Linked DNA regions of Hordeum vulgare: region 2 is linked to region 1. Evidence: chromatin contacts called from public Hi-C data. All regions are on one chromosome and are shown on one strand. Each heading gives the region's core, a stretch centred on a gene start, on an enhancer-like site or on the middle of the called end of the contact. The rest is flanking DNA. Distances are from core to core; before and after follow the strand shown.

Region 1 (5,486 bases), core at 1,899-4,398:
TCCACGTTAAATCATGTGTCACATGTGCATGTTGCTTGTGTTATGTTGTCTTCAAAGTTCATCACAAGTGGATGGGGTTGTGTAGTGTGCATATTTGCCGTGTCGGTGAATTTGTGCAGCTCATTGTTGTTGTCTAGCTCCAACAAAGTGGCATCATAGCCTTGGTTTGCTTGTGCAAATTACTGAGTTTTTTGTGATGAAAGATGGAAGTGAATACCAGCAGGATGATACCTTCGAATGGTACAAATTTTCAAGCATGGAAGCGCAAGATGGAGGACTTCTTGTATGTCAAAGAATACTGGAAGCCAGTGTTCTCCACTGAGATGCCGGAGGGCATTGAGGAAGGTCAATGGAAGGTACTACATCGCTAAGCTTGTGGGTTTATTCGATAATGGGTTAATGACAATGTTTTGAACCATATCATTGATGAGGCACATGCACGCACCTTATGGCCGAAATTGGAAGAGTTATTTGCCCGAAAAGAAGGTACAAACAAGATGTTCTTGATCAAACAATTAATTTGTTTGACAAAGAGGGCATTCTAATTGCAGATCATGTGAATACATTCCAAGGCATTATAAATCAGTTTTCTTCAATGGGAATAACATTTGAAAATGAAGTGAGAGCCTTGCTTCTGGTAGGCTCATTACCGGACAACTGGGAGACCTTTAAGGTCACGGTTTTAAGTTCAGCACCTAATGGAGTTGTCACTTGGAATCTTGTGAAAACCAGGGTACTAAATGAAGAATCCAGAAAGGTGGCTGAAGCTAGTTTTTTCTCACATTCAGAGGTGTTGGTCACTCAGTCCAGGGGAGAAGCAAGAGCAGAGGTCGAGGTAAAGGGGCGAAAAGAGGTAGGAGCAAATCAAGAGGCAAGTATGATGATTATGAATGCCATCACTGCCATCAGAAGGGCACATTAAGTGGCAATGTGACAAGTGGAAGAAAGAAAAAAGAAAAAGAAGAAGAAAGATCAGAAGCAAGCTAACAGTGGTAGTGACACAGAGGGCAACAGAGTTACTACAGTAGGCGAGGAGATCATGCTTGTTATGCATGAAGAAAATGAGGGCAGATTTGGTTCCACTGTTGAGGAGCGGATCACTGTTGTTTCTGATGAAACGGTCAACCTTGTGGACGGTGACGAGATGATTTGGATACCAGACAACGGTGCCACCATTCATGCTACATCTCGCAGGGAGCTCTTCACTAACTATATGTCCGGTGATTTTTGTGTTGTGAAGATGGGGAACAATGATAGGACAACCATCTATGGAAAAGGAGATGTGCATTTGGAGACTGCAAATGTTACGTACAAGGTTAGTCCTCAGGTCTGTGAGGCATGTTGAGGCACTTCATCTCAATACTATCTCAGTTGGTTTGCTTGATGGAGATGATTACTTGAGCAGTTTTGGAAAAGGGCAATACTAGCTCACCAAAGGCAACATGATTCTTGCAAGAGGTAAAATAGTCTCAGTTTTGTATCATGTTCATACTAAGCTCTTTAGTGCTTCCGTCAATGCCCTAGAGAAGGATGATCATTGTGCTCTATGGTACAAGAGACTTGGGCGCATGAGTGAGAAGGGGATGACGGTGCTATTGAAGAAAAAATTGTTGAAGGGTGTGAAAGGAGTTCACATCAAGGAATGTTCACATTGCCTAGCAGGGAAGCAACACATAGTTGCCTTCAAGACTCTACCCCCTCACAAGAAGTCCGAGAAGCCGGACTGATACATTCAGATGTTTGTAAAATGTCGGTAAGATCTCTTGGTGGTGCAAAGTACTTTGTGACTTTTATTGATGACTTTTCCAGGAAAGTTTGGGCCTTCACTTTGAGGACCAAAGATCAAGTACTAGGTGTATTCAAGCAATTCCAAGCCTCAGTTGAGAGAGAAACTGAGAAGAAGATCAAGTGCATTCGCACTGATAATGAAGGAGAGTATATTGTGCCATTTGATGCATGTTGCAAGGAGGAAGGTATTAGGCATCAATTTACTCCCTCAAAGACACCAAAGCTGAATGGTGTTGCTGATAGGATGAACAGGACAATTGTGGAGAGAGTTAGCTAGGATGAACATGCTTTGATGTAATCTTGTCTCTTGTTGTTGTTGTTGTTGCCGTTGTCGGTTGGCAACGTGGAGAGTGTGTTGTAAATATCTCTAGACGTTCTAGAGAAGATTTTGTACTCATCATTCTCACAGTGAAGTTGTGTGGACCGGTTGGTCCATTGCCGTGGTGTTTTTACTCCTCAACTTGAGAAGGTTTTTCCACGTTAAATCTTGTGTCACATGTGCAGGTTGTTTGTGCTATTCCGTTGCTTGCTTGTTGGTTGAAGCTTCCCTTCAAGTTCATCACAAGTGAAGGGGTTGTGTAGTGTGCGTATTTACCGTGTCGGTGAATTTGTGCAGCTCATTGTTGTTGTCCAGCGCCAACAACTTTTACTTGTGGTATTGCATCACTTCAACACTTTGATTTACAGATGCAATACGAGGATCCCTAAATTATGGGACCCTGATATTGCATCTGTTCCAACACTTCAACTACGACCTTCTTCGAGGACGGGATTAAAGTCGACAGTGAAAAAATGTGGTCAAGGGAATGTTTGTGCTTCTCTAGCCCTATGACCGCACAAAGTCGAATCGCTAGATGACCATCGACACATGAAAATCCCCTAGGCCCCGCGTTAAGACCCATGGGCACCCACTCATCAAGTACGAGAGCGTGCACGGGCAAAGATGACCTATCCCTAATGTCATAACACCGCCATCACCTGGACACCCTGTCACGTTCGAGAATCAAACATATCTCCTCGCCACCAACAAAGGGGCCACACCGATGTCCCGAGGGCCCTCGACGCCCGAATGTAAAAATCGAACAATGCCGGCGAAAAGTGCTTGATTAGATGGCGGCCTCGATCGGCCTTCACGAACATCCTTGCTGCCAAGGCGTTCCCTAACTCGGTTCTCTTCGTTCCATCCTTGTTACAATGATCTAACCCCAATCCGTTGCCAACATCGTCGGCCCCGTCGTCGCCGGCGAGGGATAAGACTTCACACTTGAAGAAAAAGGAGAAAAAGAAACCTGTACCCCTGCCAATCGAAATTTCAGTTTCCCTCTCTACCGAAAACGCTCCCCCCACTACGCGGGGCGCTCCACCCGAAAACTTAAAACGCGAAACGCTCTGCACCCGGTCCATAGACCCACCCCCACCCCACCTGCAAACCGCCTCCTTCCTTCCTTCCCCCGCAAACCAGCCGCCGCCGCCGCCGCCGCCGCTCCCTCTCCTCATCTCCCCCGCCCAGATCCGAAACCAATCCAATCCAACCCCGCCCCGTCCCGCCGGCGAGGGGATGGAGGGGGCGCCGCGGCTGACGCAGGGGGCGGTGAGGGAGATATGGGAGCTGCCGGACGGGCCGGGGAACATCCAGCCGGTGCTGCAGGTGGCGGACCTGCGCACCGTCACCACCAAGAACCACGTCGGCCACCTGTCGGAGCGCTACCGCATGCTGCTCTCCGACGGCGTCCACTCCCAGCAGTCCATGCTCGCCACAACCCACAACCACCTCGTCAACACCGGCGCCCTCCGCATCGGCTCCGTCGTCCACCTCCTCGACATCACCTGCAACACCATCCAGAACCGCAGGTCCGCCCGCCTCCCCCCCCTCGATTTCTCTCCTCCCGACAAAGACTGGATCTTGGCCCGCTTCCTTCCTCCGGTTCGATTCGCGGGGGCGCTAAAACCGGGGTACATATTATTATGAATCAATCAAAAGATTTAGGGTTGCCGATGGGATCTTGCGCTAGTTTCTTGCAACTTATTACACTACTTATTATGAATCGAAAGATGTAGAGATGTCGAATCTGCAGTGTCCGCCCGTATGAGCTCTGAAACCCGTGTTATTTAGATGAATATAGTGAGGGGAATTTCTTGTTTGACCCCGTGTTCTTTAGATGAATGTTTTTAGCTTTTCATGTCTGCTGGTGTGCCAAGAATAAAAAATGCTAGACTTACGGACCACTTGTACATAAAATTACGGACCTTTTTTATCCAATGCTAAAACTGCCCCCCTGATTTTCAGGGGTGGACCCGCGTCCTTCCTAATCTCCAATAAGAAACTGACTAATCATCCCGTAACATCCATCAGCCCGTAATTGCCCGTGGATGTAGCAAAGCTCGCCAAGAATTAGCCTGCGAGCTGCAATCTCGCTTTTCCGTGGCCTGTAAATATAGTTTGGTTTCCTGTCCCATCGTGATTTGACGTGTCGTTGTATTATTGCGGGTCTACCCTGATCCAATGAAATTCACTATGCTTTTCATGTGTTATTAACAAGTTCCAGTGCCAAGAACCCTAGTTCTTTAAGAAACTACCCTTGCTGTGTTATGATTTTATCAGCCCATGGCGTCGTGTTTTTAATTTTGCTTGTGTTGTATATTGTGCCAATGCTGCTAAAGCAAAATTGAACCAATGGAACAGTTTACATCATGTGCTGTCATGTCTGAGTTATCGGACTTGCATAAGTGTTTGGAACCTTGTTTGTTCTTGTGACTGTGATTAAACATGCATATTTCTAGAATATACTAGCAAATAGCATGGGCTGGCTGGATCTTATAAATTGTAAGGCTGTGTTTTGTTGTTATATTCTCCAGCCTCGTCTTCAATTTGCTATTCTTTTCTGTAACTACCACTGTATGACCTGACTTTGTTTCTAGAAAACAAAAATCCTATGGTATAACTAACCAGATTTCTTTCAGGGAACTTCCGATAGCTGACAATTTTCTCTGTTTCATTCAGGATTATTATTGTTGTTGAACTTGAGGTTCTGCAAAGTGAGTGTGACTTGATCGGGAAGCCAAAGATTTATGAAAAGAGCTTATCTGCGGGACAGGCGCCTAACTTACCGGCCAGTGCTGCTCAAGCAAATAACAGAAACTATTCCAATGGTCCTGGCATGCTGGGCAATGGTGTTGTCCCAAAGGTGGAGCAGAGTACTAACAATCAGTCGTATGGTGGACCCTACAGTGGTGTTCACAGCCCAGCGAACCCTTCTATTCGTCAGACAGTCCAACCTGGACCTAATAATGTGCCGGCTGGTGGATCTTATGGCACAATGTCAGCACATAACACAATGAATGGCAATATGGTGCAGCAAAACTCTCAGCGGCCTTACAATGGTGTTCACAGCCCAGTGGACCCTTCTATTGGTCGGACAGTCCAACCTGGACCTAACAACGTGTCGCCTGGTGGATCTTATGGTACAATGTCAGCGCAGAACACAGTGAATGGCAATATGGTGCACCCAAATTCCCAGCGGCCTTCACTCAACTCCCATCAGAACCAAAGGTTTGCAGCTCCTGGCACAGGTGGGGGCATAAGCCCCCCTGGCAATGTTTATGGGCGTCCTGCACAGCCATCGTATCAGCAACCACCTCAAGCGTATGCAAATAATGGCCCAGTTGCTAAGAACGGAGCTGCCCTTCGCACTGTCCCG
Region 2 (5,486 bases), core at 1,936-4,435, 270 kb after region 1:
CATATAACATTGGCGTCAATACTTAATTTACATGCAGTTTTATTGAGTGGCAGTTCACAAGTGCGGCATAAAATTACAATAGCAGAGAGAAAACTAGCCCGATTTCACAGCAAGAGAGTAGATTAGTTAACAAACAGGAGGAGACGGAAACATGAGCGGATCGACATCCGGTACCAAAGCGCGAGAGGCTAGCTTCAAGAGTTTCGACACAGACACAGGGAAACACCCACATCATTTCATCTCCTTCAAACATCACCAAACACATCATCGTACATGTCAGCGTCCGAGCCCGCTTCGTCGAGATAGTCATCCATGTCATCGAACTCAGCGTCCTCCTCGTCCGTGACCACGTCCAGCAGATCATCATACACGTCGACCTCGAAGTCGGAACCAGGGTAGTCATCACTGCTGGCGATGTATGCCCGGTACTTGAAGTCAGAGATGGAGTCCTGGGGAAGCCTGAGGTTCCTGATCCTGGCGCACTTGGACCTCATGGCATCGTCCATCTGGAGGTTGCAGCAGCGGCGCACGTCAAGGGACTCGAGGCGGGGGCAGTTGTCAAGGATCGCCGCCAGCCCCACATTGGTCAGGTTGTTGCCGATCAGCTGGAGGTCTCGGAGCTCGGGCATGCTGCTTGCGATCCCGAGCGCTCCCGTGTCATCGTCCATGCCCTCGAAGGCCGCGAACCCCCTTTGGAGCATGGTCCAGCGCTCGTTCAGCCGAAAGGATTTCAGGCGTGGGCAGGCTCTGCCGACTGACTCGCACACGTTGCTGTTCAGTGAGCAGAATGTGATATCCAGCTCCTCTAGCTGAGGAAAGCCCTTGACTGCCTCTGCCAGTGCCTCGTTGGATACTTCATCACACAGGCTCAGTTGAAGGCTCTTCAGCAAGGATGCCCTGCATTGAGACCTGGCAAGTTCTTATCTAACACAAACATTTACACTAATGCCAAACCCAATCATGCTTTCCAAGATCATGACAAGAAATAACACTAGAATCACAGAACTGATTGAAATAACCATGTGAAAGTAAAACATTCCATGCTGTTAGATTCATCATGGTCTTCAAATAAATCTAACTACAGTCGCATGCAAATGAACTTCAGCATGCAGTTCTAAACAAAAGACAACATGACTTGATACTGTGTCTGAACTCTACGGGGGTGTTTGGTTGGGCTTCCAGCCAGCTTCCGGCTTCCGGCTTCGAAGCCAAAAGCTCCTATTTAGGGGCTTCCGGCTGCAGCTGTGGCTTTCGGCTATGGCTGTGACAAGGCCGAAAGCCACAGCTGCAGCCGGAAGCCCCTAAATAGAAGCTTTTGGCTTAGAAGCCGGTAGACGGAAGCTGGCTGGAAGCCCAACCAAACATATCACATCTAGTGAAACCATTAGAAGAAGAGGACAACGAGACATGTTTTAGGTGGTCAAGAAGTGGGGTCAGTTTATTTCAATGCACCAAAAGATCAACACAACAATAAGAAAATAGCAACTCTGACTACCACTACGCTTACCAAGCAAAGAAACGATCACAAGAATATGGAGTTAAGGACAGCTTAGTGGTTTCGCTTCAGTGAGGGGATATACCTATAACAGTTGCAATACCATAACAGAAAGTAGCCAGTAACAGTTTCACTGCATAGTTGCTGATTTGATTGCTAACACTATGCGATACAGATCTACAAATTGGATGCGCATTCAGTAACGCCCTTAATTTTTTTTATGCAAGGAAATGTTGTAGTGGTGGCTCCAATAGTATAATCAATATGAACCAATTCGAGTAAATGATGATTTGAACCCAGGTGGTGGGCCCACCCCAATATGTAAGTTAACTACATGAAAAGTGCAGGCACACTAAAACGTTCATCCTGAAGTACATGGGTTGGATTGTTGTATAAAATTGTGAAAATTTCCAAGGTTGCATGTTTCTGGATAATCTAAATGCAAGAGAGAACTGTGTACAAGTGAAAGGTACTGGAAGATACATGAACCAAAAACAGTTACTGGAAGATTAACAGAGAAGTCTGCAGCTACCGAAGGCAGGATTGTAGGAAATGCCAAATTCAATCACGCATCAATCTTGCGGTGAAACTGCCTACCTTTGGGAGAAGAACACCAGCAGAAAAAACACACATAGAAGTCACTCATCAGGACAGTGCCAACCTACATCTTTATCAGAAAAAAAAATGGTACTCAACCGTCAAAGTGGCTATTTGGTTTTCTACAGACCTTTACATCAAGTAATTTGCTGGAAAGCAACAACAAAGTTCAGATGGCCTTTACCCCTGTAAAGTCTCCATGCTGAGACTCACCTATCGTTGTATGTTTTAGAGATCGGTCGGTCCCTATATTATATCCAAGTAGCACATTGATACCCACATTCTGACCAGTCTCAAAAATCCCGATCTTAGCTGAGATTAGTGGGAACAGGCCAATTCCCTCCAGGAAAACAAACCTTCGGCGCGCTACTCCATACACATTTTCTGTGTTGCTCCACACACATTACTGTGTCCCAAGCAACGGAGTAGACAGAATTCAGCCATCACATTTTCTATGCACATCGAATCGCACAAAGACTAGAGAATACGTACAAATTAAAGAATACAGACTTGCCATCAGTTAAAGAAGTTGTTGTATGCACTTTAATTTAGCAGCAGCGGCAGCAAATTCGGGGGAGAGAGGAAGAAAAATCCCCCATCGCAGGGGATGTAGAAGAGGGGAGAGGCGAGAGACCTGGAGGAGATGTAGGCGAGGAGGGCGTCGGTGACGAAGGTGTCGGCGCAGAAGGACTGGAGGGTGCCGGCGGCGCGGTCGACGGCGGCGCGGGCCATGGCCTCGGCCTCCTCGGTCTCGAGGATGTCGCCGTGGTGGGTCATGTCGAGGCGGCGCCACAGCGCGGCGTCGCCGTCCGCGAGCCGGCGCCACGCGCGGCACGCCCGGCCGGCCCCCGCCAGGATGTCGGCCACGTCCAGCTTCCCGAACACCGCGAACAGCGCGTCCGACGGCATCCCCGCCCAGTCGCGGATCTCTACCTCCTCCTCCTCCTCCTCCTCCATTGGCGGCGGCGACGGGCTAGGGTTTGCCGGACGGGGGAGGAGGGGTGGTCGGCGTGGGTGAGAAGGAGATGCTCCGAGGACAGACTTCACTCGCCAATTATGCACCGGTAAATAAATTTACTCTGCTCTCTCTCTCTAGGGCCAACTTTTTTTTTTAACAAAAGGGTCCCGAAGGACCCAGACCTATGTCAATGCATCGTCTTTTATTAAAACTAGCAAAAGGACCCGTGCATTGCAACGGGAGAAAAACAATTATAATCTCCAATGATGCTGATCATATAATGCCTTTAAAATTTTAGAACATTTCTTAAAATGCATGAACATTTTTTGAATTAGTAAACATTTTTTCAATTGCACTCAAAAAATAACACACAAACTTTTTTTCAAAATCATGGACTTTTATTGTTTTCACCAACATTGTTCTAAAAATTATGAACATTTTTCTGAATATGCGAATATTTTTACAAAAATCCTGAGCATTTTTTGAATTCACAAACACTTTATATTTTCTTCAAACTTTTATTTCAAAATTCCCAGTTTTATAAATTGCAAAAGTTTTTCAAAGTTCTCAATTATTTAAACTAAAAAATGGAACAGAAAAATAAAAATAAAAAATGAGACTAAAAACAGAGGCACGAACTGTTTTTAAGATTTTTACACGGACTTTTGTTTAAAATCATTGACTTTTTTATTTTATGGACATTTTCTCAAAGTTTAAATATTTTTTTATATGCAAACATTTTTCGAAACTCCTGAGTAGTTTTTGAATATTCTCAAAAAAATATGTTTTTCTGAATATTTTATTTTGAAATTCTCAGTTTCTTAAAATTGAAAAAAGTTGTTTGAAGTTCTAAATTAATTAAAGTAGAAAAACAAAATGGAACTGAAAAGAAAAATAAAAAAACTAAACTAAAAAAACAGGCGCCCACACATGGGCCGGCCCAAACAGGTGTGCTGCATCTTTTTCCAACGCCCATAGCGTAATATAGGAGGTGCCTACATGGGCCGGCCCAGTCCGGAGATTTTTCTGTTTGAAACGTTTTTATGACTTATAGGTGGCATTGGTGGGTAATTTTAGTCAACTTTAAGGGCAATTTGGATGACGTACGGAAGAAGCACTGTTTGTTTTATTAGTAGGTAAGATAAGATATAGAATCATGCCAATGCATTGTTTCTTATGAGTTGTATTTAAATAATTTGGGGCAATGCATGCATATGATTGCCCAACCCAAGTCTCGGGGGCTACTGGTTATATAGCTCATCGGAGACTAAATTACACCAACCGAAAATTCTTTTCCAAATCGTAGTTTGGTATCTTTCCTGTCAATCTGCACCTTGGCGTTGTTAAAACGTACACAACAAGGGCAACACAGTTTTCGAGGAGATTACGATCCTTAGGTTGGTCGGCCGCATCCAATCTGAGTCCCGGGGCTACTACAAACCGCGTTTTAATTCTTAGAGTATGCTGCCAAGTAAGGAATTGATCCTGAGGCCGATTTCACTAATATATCTGTGTCTCGGGAGCTACTAGGATCAGCGGTTTTATTTTTATCCTTCGGGTGCAACTCGGGTTTTAGACCGATACATACCTTGAGGGCTACTGTCTATACATATCGGTAGTAAATAAATTACACCAATCGGAAATAAATTCCGCAAAAAATAGCCTGAGACCGAGGTGGTGCACCACCTCGGAAGCAGTCCGGCATATAGGTCGAATGCGAATGGCTGGCTCCGTAAAAGACTATTCCGGCATTTAAGTCGGATGAATTCCTTCAAATTTTCACAGACCGAGGTAATCTATGACACCTCGGATGGCGACGAGCTTTGGAGCTCGGCTACAAAAATACACATCGAATGTAGTCCTGCGTTGGAGCTCAGACGCAAGATGGCACCGCCACATGGGAAACACTTCAAACCCGAGGCGTGGCATGTAAACTTCTACGGGGTTGCGAGTCATCCCGGGCGTTTGTGCTGCGTTTTGGGTGTCCAGTTGGGTGGCAATTTTGTGTCCGCGCAGGCTGCCCGACCGTTTGGGACGGATAAGTGGCATCCGATTGTAGATGATCTAATGTATGGACCAATCTTCGTGTCGAGAGGTTGTTCTTTTCCAAACATCTACCGGGAGAACAACAATTCGATTTTTTGTTTGGAGTTATGGGATAGCACCGTTGCCATTGCAACATGGATTATGTTGTGGTCACCCATTGAAATGGGAGCAACATTGGGGTGCCCCATTGCAACAGGGCCCATGTTGCAACCAACTAGCAGGCAAAAACTTGCAACATGGTCTCGCTTTGTTCATCACGTGACCGGACTGTAAAATGCATTGTGTTGGCCTTTTTTGGTTGCAACATGAAACATGTCGCAACAAGCCGACGATGTCTCCCCCGTGCCCCTGTGGTTAACCCATGGCAGTAATGTTGACTAGCTTGCGACA

What was found. A called contact is a pair of places that touch in the nucleus more often than the background predicts.
Region 2: a Hi-C map of leaf shows a contact between it and region 1, with 4 times the contacts expected there. The contact joins the promoter of LOC123443280 here to the promoter of LOC123443121 in region 1. A contact is called at or near these places in 2 of 6 Hi-C or Micro-C datasets (leaf and seedling).

Annotation. Positions count from the first base shown.
Region 1 is chr1H:10,551,422-10,556,907 of MorexV3_pseudomolecules_assembly, forward strand. It overlaps LOC123443121 (replication protein A 70 kDa DNA-binding subunit C-like), which reads left to right and starts at 3,149. Exons shown (of 2, transcript XM_045119430.1): 1 at 3,149-3,639; 2 at 4,790-5,486. The coding sequence starts at 3,347.
Region 2 is chr1H:10,825,478-10,830,963 of MorexV3_pseudomolecules_assembly, forward strand. It overlaps LOC123443280 (putative F-box/LRR-repeat protein 23), which reads right to left and starts at 3,186. Exons shown (of 2, transcript XM_045119649.1): 1 at 2,727-3,186; 2 at 1-897. The coding sequence starts at 3,049. The coding sequence ends at 246.